Linked DNA regions of Mus musculus: region 2 is linked to region 1. Evidence: chromatin contacts called from public capture Hi-C data. All regions are on one chromosome and are shown on one strand. Each heading gives the region's core, a stretch centred on a gene start, on an enhancer-like site or on the middle of the called end of the contact. The rest is flanking DNA. Distances are from core to core; before and after follow the strand shown. Region 1 has its middle 7.7 kb from the start of Gm13846. Region 2 overlaps Exoc4 (exocyst complex component 4).

Region 1 (4,816 bases), core at 625-3,124:
TGAATCCAACAGGAGCTGGCTGCAGAGTACTGGTGGCAACCTCCCTTTGAGAGTTCTGGAGACACTGCTCTGGGAAGTGGCTTCTTTCCACCTGAATCTGATGCAAAGAGAAGAGGCTGGGCTTCCTGCAGCGGCTCAGGCCCATTATCCAGCAGTTGGGAGGCTTGAGACAGCTTGGCTACACAGTGAGAGCAAGAACCAGAGAAAACGCTGTGGTCTGACTTCAAATACTGTGGTCTCCACTCTTCCTTAGCTAGAGTAAAGGATCACAAAAGGGTGAGATTTGTTTGCCTATTTATATGGTATCACTATGAAGCCAGGCTGGCCTTGAAGCTGGTCCTTGCTCCTCAGTCTCTAAGTGCTAGGATTGCATGGATTGCTTGTCTATGATACCACCCTCAGCCTAATTTTTTTTTTTTAAAGATTCTCTCTGTGTAGCCCTGTATAGCCTGGAACTTGCTATCTAGACCAATCTGACCTCAAGTTCACAGAGATCTACCTACTTCTGCCCCTGCCTCCTGCAAAAGGTTCTTTAAAACTATTTTTTTAATGTGTAACATAAAAAAACAATTTTTTAAATGTGTATGAGTGTTTTGCCTGCATGCATGTCCATGCCAGACATGCAAGCAGTACCCATGAAGGCCAGAAAAGGGCATTGTATCCCCTGGGACTGGACTTACAGATTGTTATGAATTGCCATGTGGGTGCTAGGAATTGAACCCAAGTCCTCCGGAAAAGCAGCCAATGCTCTTAACCACTGAGTCATCTCTCTCTCCAGTCCCTGCAATTAGTTCTTGAAGATGTGGAAACATCTTATTCTTTTTACATTTATATCTATGCAGTGGGCATGGATGCAGCGTATCTGTGGTGTGATACTTTCCTGAGGAGGGAGAAAGCAAGAAAGTCAGCTGTCTATACAGACTCTTTAGGAGGGCAGTCATGAAGAACCCAGAACTGAGATCTGTGGTGTGGATCCTTTCACGCAGTCAGATGGGCTGGGATGGATGGATGGATGGATGGATGGATGGATGAATCTCAAGCCTCCTTGTTTCTGAGCTTTAAGGTCCTCTCCTGTCTACCTCAGCCTGGGTAAACAGAGCCTTGTTATTCTAGGCACAGGAGGTATTTAAAAACTCGAAGCTGCATGGGGAGCAACTCAGGGTAAAAGGACTAGGTCTAGGCTGGGAAGTCCCTGAACTCTCAGTGATTCTCAACTTTCCTAATGCTGCCATCCTTTAATACAGCTCTTCATGTTGTGATGATCCCCTCCCCCGAAACGATTAAATTATTTTTCATTGCTACTTCATAACTGTCATGAATAATAAGGTAAATATTTTCAGGGATAGTTGTCAAAAGGGACACGACCCACAGGTTGACAGGTTCTCCCCATACTATGGCAACAAGACTAGGATATCAGAGGATAAAAGCCAACCTTCAGGCCTGAAGTGCCACTGCCCATTCTTGGGGAGTCCCTGCAGCACCTGTGTATCTTGATGGCTACACAGAGATAGGAGAGTCTCAGGCCTAAGGGAAGGGCCGACTCTGAAACAGCAAGTCTTGCGTTGGGTGGGTGGCACCAAGTGGGAGTTGGCAGCTGCGGGCCACCTGCTGGGTACCAACCTGTTTCCAGGGACACCAGGGTCCCTACGAGGGGAATCACGTGTGTCAGGCCCACCCTGCAGGCATCCTGATAGGAGAAGCCAGGACAGACCCGAGGTGGGTGGGACAGGCCAACACAGGAAATGCCTGCTGGGCCTAAAAATAGTGTGGGAGGGGACAGGAAACAGAAACTTTGGGCCAACATGGAAATGCTTTCTGAGCTGATCAGGAAATGAGGACTGGGGCGGTAGGGATCGCCACCACCCAGCTGCACTGCAGCCCCGCCCCCAACCCCTCTGCCTGGCTGAGTCTGTGCCTGGCTGGGGGTAGGGAAGGTTGCTTCCCAACGTCCTCTCCCTTTGTTTCGAAGCAGAGCCGTGTGCTGCAGAGCTGTAACCGCACGTAGATGTCATGCTGTACTTGGATGGCAGCCTGCTCTTCCCAGAACTGAGGTGGTGCCTGGGAAAGTGGGCCCAGCAGGGTGGTTCAGTGGGTAAAGGCACTTGGCGCCAAGCCCCATGGTCTGACTTCAATCGCTGGGACTCAACATGGTGGAGAGCCGACTCTTGCCAGTTGTCCTTTGACCTCCACACAACCCTGTTTTCCTCCCCCACATAAATAAATGTAATAAAAAATTTAAAGCTGGGGAAATAAACTCTGCAAGCAAGAAACTCAAGGGTCTTTGGGAAGGAAGAAATTGAAGGGTATTCAAAACTTCTCACAGTGAGGTCCTCTTGCCTGTGCAGTGAAGGCTTTGGGGTCCCCAGCCTAGACTGAACCCTAACCCAATCAGTTTAGACTCTGGAGTGGGATCAAACAACTGTGTGGAGGTCAGAGGATAATGTGGGGGAGGTTGGTTCTCCTGCTATGTGGGTAGATCCTGGGGACCAAACTCAGGTCATCAGGATTGGTGGCAAGCACATTTACCCACTTAACTATCTTGCCAGCCTCCAACTTTTTTAAAAATTAAATTAATTTTTTTATGTATATGAGCTTTTTTTGTCTGCATGTATGCATATATGACATGTGTGGGCCTGGTATCTGTAGAGAGCAAAGGGCACTGGGTCCCCTGGAGATGGAGTTAAAACTAGTTGTGAGGGGCTGGTGAAATGGGTCTGCTGTTAAGAGCAGTGGTTGCTCTTCCAGAGGTCCAGTGTTCAATTCCCAGCAATTGCATGGTGGCTCACAACCATCTACAGTGGTATCTGATGTCCTCTTCTGGCCTGCAGGTGTATGTGCAGCAGAACACTCATACACTAAATAAATACAATAAAAAACAAATAGAAAAGAAAAATAGCCGTGAGCCATGTATGAGTGCTAGAATCTGAACCTAGGTCCTCTGTAAGAGTAGTAATTGTTCCTGACTACCGAGCTGTGGGAGCCGCCCTCACATTCGCCATTACAAGATGGCGCTGACATCCTGTGTTCTAAGTGGTAAACAAATAATCTGCGCATGTGCCAAGGGTAGTTCTCCACCCCATGTGCTCTGCCTTCCCCGTGACGACAACTCGGCCGATGGGCTGCAGCCAATCAGGGAGTGACACGTCCTAGGCGGAGGATAATTCTCCTTAAAAGGGACGGGGTTTCGCCATTCTCTCTCTTGCACTCTTGCTCTCTTGCACTCTGGCTCCTAAAGATGTAAGCAATAGAGCTCTTGCTCTCTTGCACTCTTGCTCCTGAAGATGTAAGCAATAAAGTTTTGCCGCAGAAGATTCCGGTTTGCTGTGTTCTTCCTGGCCAGTCGTGAACGCGTGTAAGACCGAGCCATCTCTTCAGCCCCATTTTGTTCCTTTGTAAAGGATGTACTCTGTGTGTGTGTGTGTGTGTGTGTGACTTCAGAGGACAGAAGAGGGCATCAGATCCTCCGTAGCTGGACTTATATGCAGTTGTGAATCACACAACATGGGCGCTGGGAACTAAACTCTATCTTCTGCAAGAGCAGCATGCATTAACCACACTGAGCCATCCTTCCAGTCCCCCACTTTTTAAAAGCTGTTTAGGAGTGTAATTTTTATATGCTGCAGTCAGTTAGCACATTAGCATGGATGAAGTCTCAATCAATAGTTCACACTGGAGGCCTGAGCTTGGCTTCCTGCTAAGGTGTACAACAGTAGTATTGGGTGCACTTGAAAAAACACTGATCCAGTCTTCCATTCCCTGCGTCTGCTATCTCCAACCATATTGAGACCAAGTGTAAATTATCAGCGTTATGGCTACACAGGCATGCTGCACCTCTGAACTCCTCAGGGTTGTCGTTACAAAGACTGCTTGTTGTCAGTGTGCTTTGTGCTTTGGCTGGGCTCAGCCCATCCATGCGCATTCTGATTTCCAAGGCCCAGGATGGAACAATCCCGGGTCTGCTTGGAGTAACCCTGACAGCCCAGGGTCTGAGGGAAGACACATGGGTGATCCATTCCACCAGCTGCTAGGTGAGTAGCTAGTAAATTCATGCGGCCCTCAGGAGAGCAGCCTCCTGGCTGCTTGAAGAAGCAGACACCTCTGTCCTGTTTGCCCTTGAACCTAAGTGGTTCTGGGGTTTCAGTTTCTGGGTAGGTATGCTTTAGGACTCTGCAGCTCCAGCCACCGAGTTCTCCTCTACGTTCTCTGAGGCAGTCCTTCAGGTAGCTCTAGCTTGGATTTACTATGTAGCCCACAAGAGCAGCCTGATCCTTCCGCTTCTACCATACTGATGATACAGTACCAACTGTACCATTATGCCTATCTTATACAATACTGGGATTGAACCTAGGGCTTTGTGCATGCTAGGCAAGTACCTTACCCATTGAGCCACAGCCCCCACTTTATCCTGTTCTTTTCTGGCTATCCTGAGTTACTGCTTACGTGTTCCCGGTCTAAAGCCTCTCTAGAGCATGATGCGGTAGGGACAGCAGGTACTTCCTCCCTGAGTTCTGGAGGCTGCTGGGCCACTCTGTAATGTAGGGAATTGGCAGCCAGCTGGGCCCTGTGCCTGGAGGGTTGCCAGCGGGTCATAAACAGTGGACAGCCTAGGTTCAAGTGCCATCTAGAGTTGGAGTGCACTGAGTCTGGGCAACCTCCCCACCCCCACTTTGCCCAGGAGCAGGGACGGGATGAGCAGTAGGCCTGGTGCTCTACGCAGGGAGCTGGACAATCAAAGGCCACCCTAGCTCAGATGTGTGCCAGCAAAGACCATACCCAGGTAGTCATCTGACTCACAGACATTTCCTCTCCCGACTGT
Region 2 (4,817 bases), core at 351-2,850, 1.7 Mb after region 1:
TCTTTTTAATTTTCTCATGGATATTTTAAAGTTTTTTTTTTTTTTAAATATCTGCAATAATTGTCTTTTTCTTTCACTTTTTTCCCTGACTTTGGTCATTTTTCATATCTCCTTATATTTTTCATGTTTACATATAGATTTTTAGTTTTTGGCAAAAGGTAGCTTTTCATATCTTTTAATTTTTATTTGAGTATATCAGTTGCATTGAAGAATTGCCTTCTTGTTTTCTTGTGTATCTTTTTAAATTTATGTATATTCATGTTTGCTGGGGTTTTTGAATGTCTTATGATATGCTAGTTCATACTCCTCTTCTCTCTCTCTCTCTCTCTTTCTCTCTCTCTCAGTATAGAATACTTTAAAGACTTTTCAGTTCATTGGCTCCCTCTTCTGTTAGTATAACAAAGTCCAGATATGTTATTTTTTTAAAAATTGTTTTGGTAGTTGGAAGGTAGTGGAAGATGATGGACTCTATAGAGTCGGCCCCTGGCTTCCACTTGACAATATAAAGGCAGGGTGGAGTATGAGACACCAATTTCTTGGAGCACAAATGTTATTATTTTTATTTATGGTTGTTTTGAATTTGGAGCGATTTGTATTTTCAAGCTATTACATTGGTGGTCTCACAGTTCACAAAGCTGGAAGTCTTCCATGTACATTTTAAAAAATATTTTTATTATTGAGTTTTTGTATACTGTTTCATTTAATATTAAATTTATATACAACTCTGTGAGATTGATAATAAAAATTTCACTTTACAGATAAAGGAATAGAGGTCATGAAAGATTAAGTGACTTGATGGAGATCATTAGCCTGAAAGTATAGAGATAATCAGACCTAAAATCCTAAGACTTTGTTTTCTCACACTTTTGCTGTGTCTCGCTGTCTACCCAAATAACTGAACATAAAGAATACTGACAGTGGATTGCAACCCAGTACATTTCAGTGGCTATCACTGAGAGCTATCAGTTTTTCTGTATGCCAGTTTTATGTCAGCAGTCCCCTTGACGGTGACTTCTGGACTTTCGTAGGTCCCTCCTCTAAATACGTTAATAGGCATTAAGCTCTGTCCATGAGAACAGGTTTCAAGTAGATAATTTTTTGTTTTATTTTGTTGTAAAAATGCTTCCGGAGATGCCTCAGAGGTGAAGAGCATTGGCTGTTCTTCCAGAGGACCTGGGTTCAATTCCCAGCGCCCACATAGCAGCTTACAACTGCCTGTAACTCCAGTTCTGGGGAATCTAACATTCTCAAACATGCAGGCAGAATACCAGTGCACATAATAAAAATACATAAAAATTCATTTAAAAATATTTCCTACCATCGCTTTAAACACACTTACCATCTTTCCAACAGTAATTCTTATGAAAGGACTGGGTACACTCAATGCTTTCAGGTCAGCAGGGTGGGGAACTCTTCAGTGACTTGAGATCTGTGTTCTGTCTACCTTACATAGTCTCTTTTTAGGCAGCATCTTTTCTGGAGTGGGGTAATTTATTGTCTGTAGGTTTCTTTAAGGTAATTTAATCTTCACCTTAGGGGTTCTCAGCGAACGTTTTTGAAGCACCTTAATCAGGATTCTACACTCCAGGGGTAGTTAGTTAACATTTGAAAGACCCTAATCAAGATTCTGTACTCCAGAGGCAACCAGTGTGCCAGTTGCTGCTCCCCTGCACCAGTGGGTACATTAATTAGAACAAACCCTGTAAGAAGTAATTTTCCATTGGCAAATGGAGTGGTGTCTAAGATATATACTTGACCAAGAAGTTCCACAGAGATAAGATTGGAGGAAGAGAATTTAGGGAGGTTCTGTAGCCTTCTAGCCAAAGGTAGGAGCTTAATTTGATTTTGGGCTTGTGGCACCCATAGTGAATGGATATCTTAGGCCACTGGAGCACATTAAGTATCCATTAACACAGATGAGCCAATCCCAGCTTTCTTCTGTCTTTCTGTGATGAGATCTCTGGCTCCACACCCTGGCTCTATTCATTGTTTGCGTTTCTTGTCTTCAGTAGTGTTACTATTTTGAGGCAGACTATTTCCTTTCAATTTCTGGCATTATATTTTATGTGTAGTTATCTAATAAGCAAATTGGATATCTTAGGAATATGAATTACAGTGTGATTTTTGAAGCATACAAATTACTTTTTAGTGGCTTTTTTATTTTTTATAGTTTTCAAAAATATTGTCAGTATTGCCAGGTTCCCATCTGTGGTGTAGCTTTGTAGACAGGTAATTTGTTTGATAGTTTAGTGGTCTAATTAGGCTTGGCAACTTTTTGAAAGGCTCCTTAGTTTTTCTTATCTCTCCTATTTTTTGAGATCATAATATAATTAAATCATTTTCTCTGTCTCTTACGCCTCCCAACCCTCCTTTCTCTGTTTCAAATTTCTTTTCTTTTTTTTTTTTTTTTTTTTTTTTTGAGACTGGGTTTTGAGACTGCCTGTCCTGGAACTCATTCTGTAGACCAGGCTGGCCTCGAATTCGCCTGCCTCTGCCTCCCAAATGCTGGGATTAAAGGCGTGTGCCACCACCACCCAGCTCTCTGTTTCAAATTCTTTTTTTTTTTTTTTCATTTTTATTAGGTATTTAGCTCATTTACATTTCCAATGCTATACCAAAAGTCCCCCATATCCACCCACCCCCACTCCCCTGCCCACCCACTCCCCCTTTTTGGCCCTGGTGTTCCCCTGTACTGGGGCATATAAAGTTTGCAAGTCCAATGGGCCTCTCTTTCCAGTGATGGCCGACTAGGCCATCTTTTGATATATATGCAGCTAGAGTCAAGAGCTCTGGGGTACTGGTTAGTTCATAATGTTGTTCCACCCATAGGGTTGCAGATCCCTTTAGCTCCTTGGCTACTTTCTCTAGCTCCTCCATTGGGAGCCCTGTTTCAAATTCTTACCCCTCATTTTTATTAATTGTTGTTACAAAGGCTCCTTTTAATATTGAATTTTGCTCAGTACTGGCAGACAGTTCTTATATAGAGCTAATATTGTTTAAATATAATGTGTAATTCAAATTATATAGATTGAAATCTTTTACTGTATGGTAACATTACACAATTTGTATATTGTGCATAACATAATGAATGACATCTCTCAAGAGTTTCTATAGTAAACACTGCCATTGTATCATGCCCCAATTAGCATGTACAAACAGCAGTTTCTAAGTAGTATGACATGGCATATTCAACAGTGAATTAAAGGGCCTTGTCTTCTGCAGTTTTATGTTCGTGGTAAGCCATGGTGCAAATTGCTGATTTTATCTTAGAAGTTTTGAAGAAAGAAAACATCTATGAACTCATGGTCTAGATTGTTTTCTGTATGCATGTGCAGAGTCATTAAACAAAAAGTATTTAGCATCATGAATAGATTTTTTTTCACTTTGTTTACTTGTTCGCTTTCGTTCAGTTTCTATGTGGTAGTGTCTTTCTGTATGCCCCTGGGTTGTCTCTAACCTGTGATTCTTTCAGGTGTGTTTAGGCCTCATCTGTGGTTGTTTTCTTTTTTTAAACATGCTGTCTGTAGTATGGTATACAGATAGATGGCTCTAAACCATGTAACCAGAAATGCATAGGTAATGTAAATGTGGGATTCTAGAGCTTGAAAAGTTCTTTGTTTGTTTGTTTGTTTGTTTTGAGACAGGGTTTCTCTGTGTAGCCCTGGCTGTCCTGGAACTCACTTGGTAGACCAGGCTGGCCTCAAACTCAGAAATCTGCCTGCCTCCGCTTCCCAAGTGCTGGGATTAAAGGCGTGCACCACCACTGCCCGGCTTGTAAAGCTCTTAAAAATCTTCTCTCTAGTTCGTTCATCAGTCTAGTCAAGTAGAACCCTCCTGTGATTTTGTGCTTGCCCTCAGTTATCGCTATTCATAGCCACTTAGGTTTGTATAATCAAAGAGGTGTGTATAATAGTAAATACTCGGGAGGCAGCAGGGTTATAGAAGAAATAACACGGCAGGAGTCATTCCCATTCTTTAGTATGTAGCAGTATCCTATCGGGTAGTAAGAGTCTTAAAGCTACATTTGACTCATCTTCAGGTTCAAATCTTTAACAAAATAAAATTCAAAGGTAGGAGAACTGGAGCTGAAAGTAAAATATGTTTAGCTTAGTAAATGTCTAATACCACAATGGGGTATCCACTGTGGTAAATCAGGTGCTTGGGAGTCATGTGGACTTCAGGAGTTTGGAAAAATGCACAGGTCTGTTCTGATTGTTGCTTGAAGCTTTATTGGATTTCAGTTAAATTATTTTTGTACATTTTTTCCATTAATACTCTCTGACCTTGTAGATGTTTGTGAATATTAGGCTAGCCATGGTTGATTATATTATCCTTTTACATTGTCTTTTAATTTTAGCTGATATAAGTGAAATAAATACTATAAATCAGTTAATATTATACTGTAAGTGTTTATGTTCTAGGAGAGTTCAGGAGATATCAGAAAGCTAAGTCTTTAAACAGATGTTCTGTTTGTGGCCATGGCATTTCATTATTCAAATCTTGCTTCTGTGTTGTTTTTTAATGAGATAGTTCTACAGTTAGTGTGCCTGTAAGTAGCTATATGCCGTGTCATTGCAGGCCAATGTCTTAAACTACATTTATGTCATCATCAGCCACCCTAGGCTGTAGCTGTGATGTTTAGGTAGCACTTTGTATGTGTCCTGTTTGTGGCTCATAGGTGCACTTTTTACAAAGAGCATTTTGAGCAGGTAAATTTCCATTACTTTTCTTCCTGCCTGAAGCTCTTCTTGTAGTTCAGCTTCATTTCCTCCCATTCCACGCTGAATTGAGGTGGCTCCCTGCTGCTGAGTGCTGTC

The links. Capture Hi-C pulls out chosen DNA fragments and counts their contacts.
Region 2: a contact with region 1 is called in a capture Hi-C map of embryonic stem cells, with 4 times the contacts expected there. The contact joins two enhancer-like sites. A contact is called at or near these places in 1 of 15 datasets of contacts at CTCF or cohesin (the NIH/3T3 cell line), 1 of 484 Hi-C or Micro-C datasets (cortical neurons) and 1 of 9 other capture datasets (embryonic stem cells).

Annotation. Positions count from the first base shown.
Region 1 is chr6:31,640,892-31,645,707 of GRCm38.p6, forward strand. No RefSeq gene overlaps it. Among named protein-coding and RNA genes, the nearest start is that of Gm13846, 7.7 kb to the right of the region's middle. Within about 2 kb of position 1,875, at least 79 of the 459 cell types and tissues checked have an H3K27ac peak or open chromatin away from gene starts, as enhancers often do. A contact at or near this core is called in embryonic stem cells, where this site is marked.
Region 2 is chr6:33,325,336-33,330,152 of GRCm38.p6, forward strand. All of the region lies in intron 5 of Exoc4 (exocyst complex component 4), which reads left to right. Among named protein-coding and RNA genes, the nearest start is that of Exoc4, 79 kb to the left of the region's middle. Within about 2 kb of position 1,601, at least 1 of the 459 cell types and tissues checked has an H3K27ac peak or open chromatin away from gene starts, as enhancers often do. A contact at or near this core is called in embryonic stem cells, where this site is marked.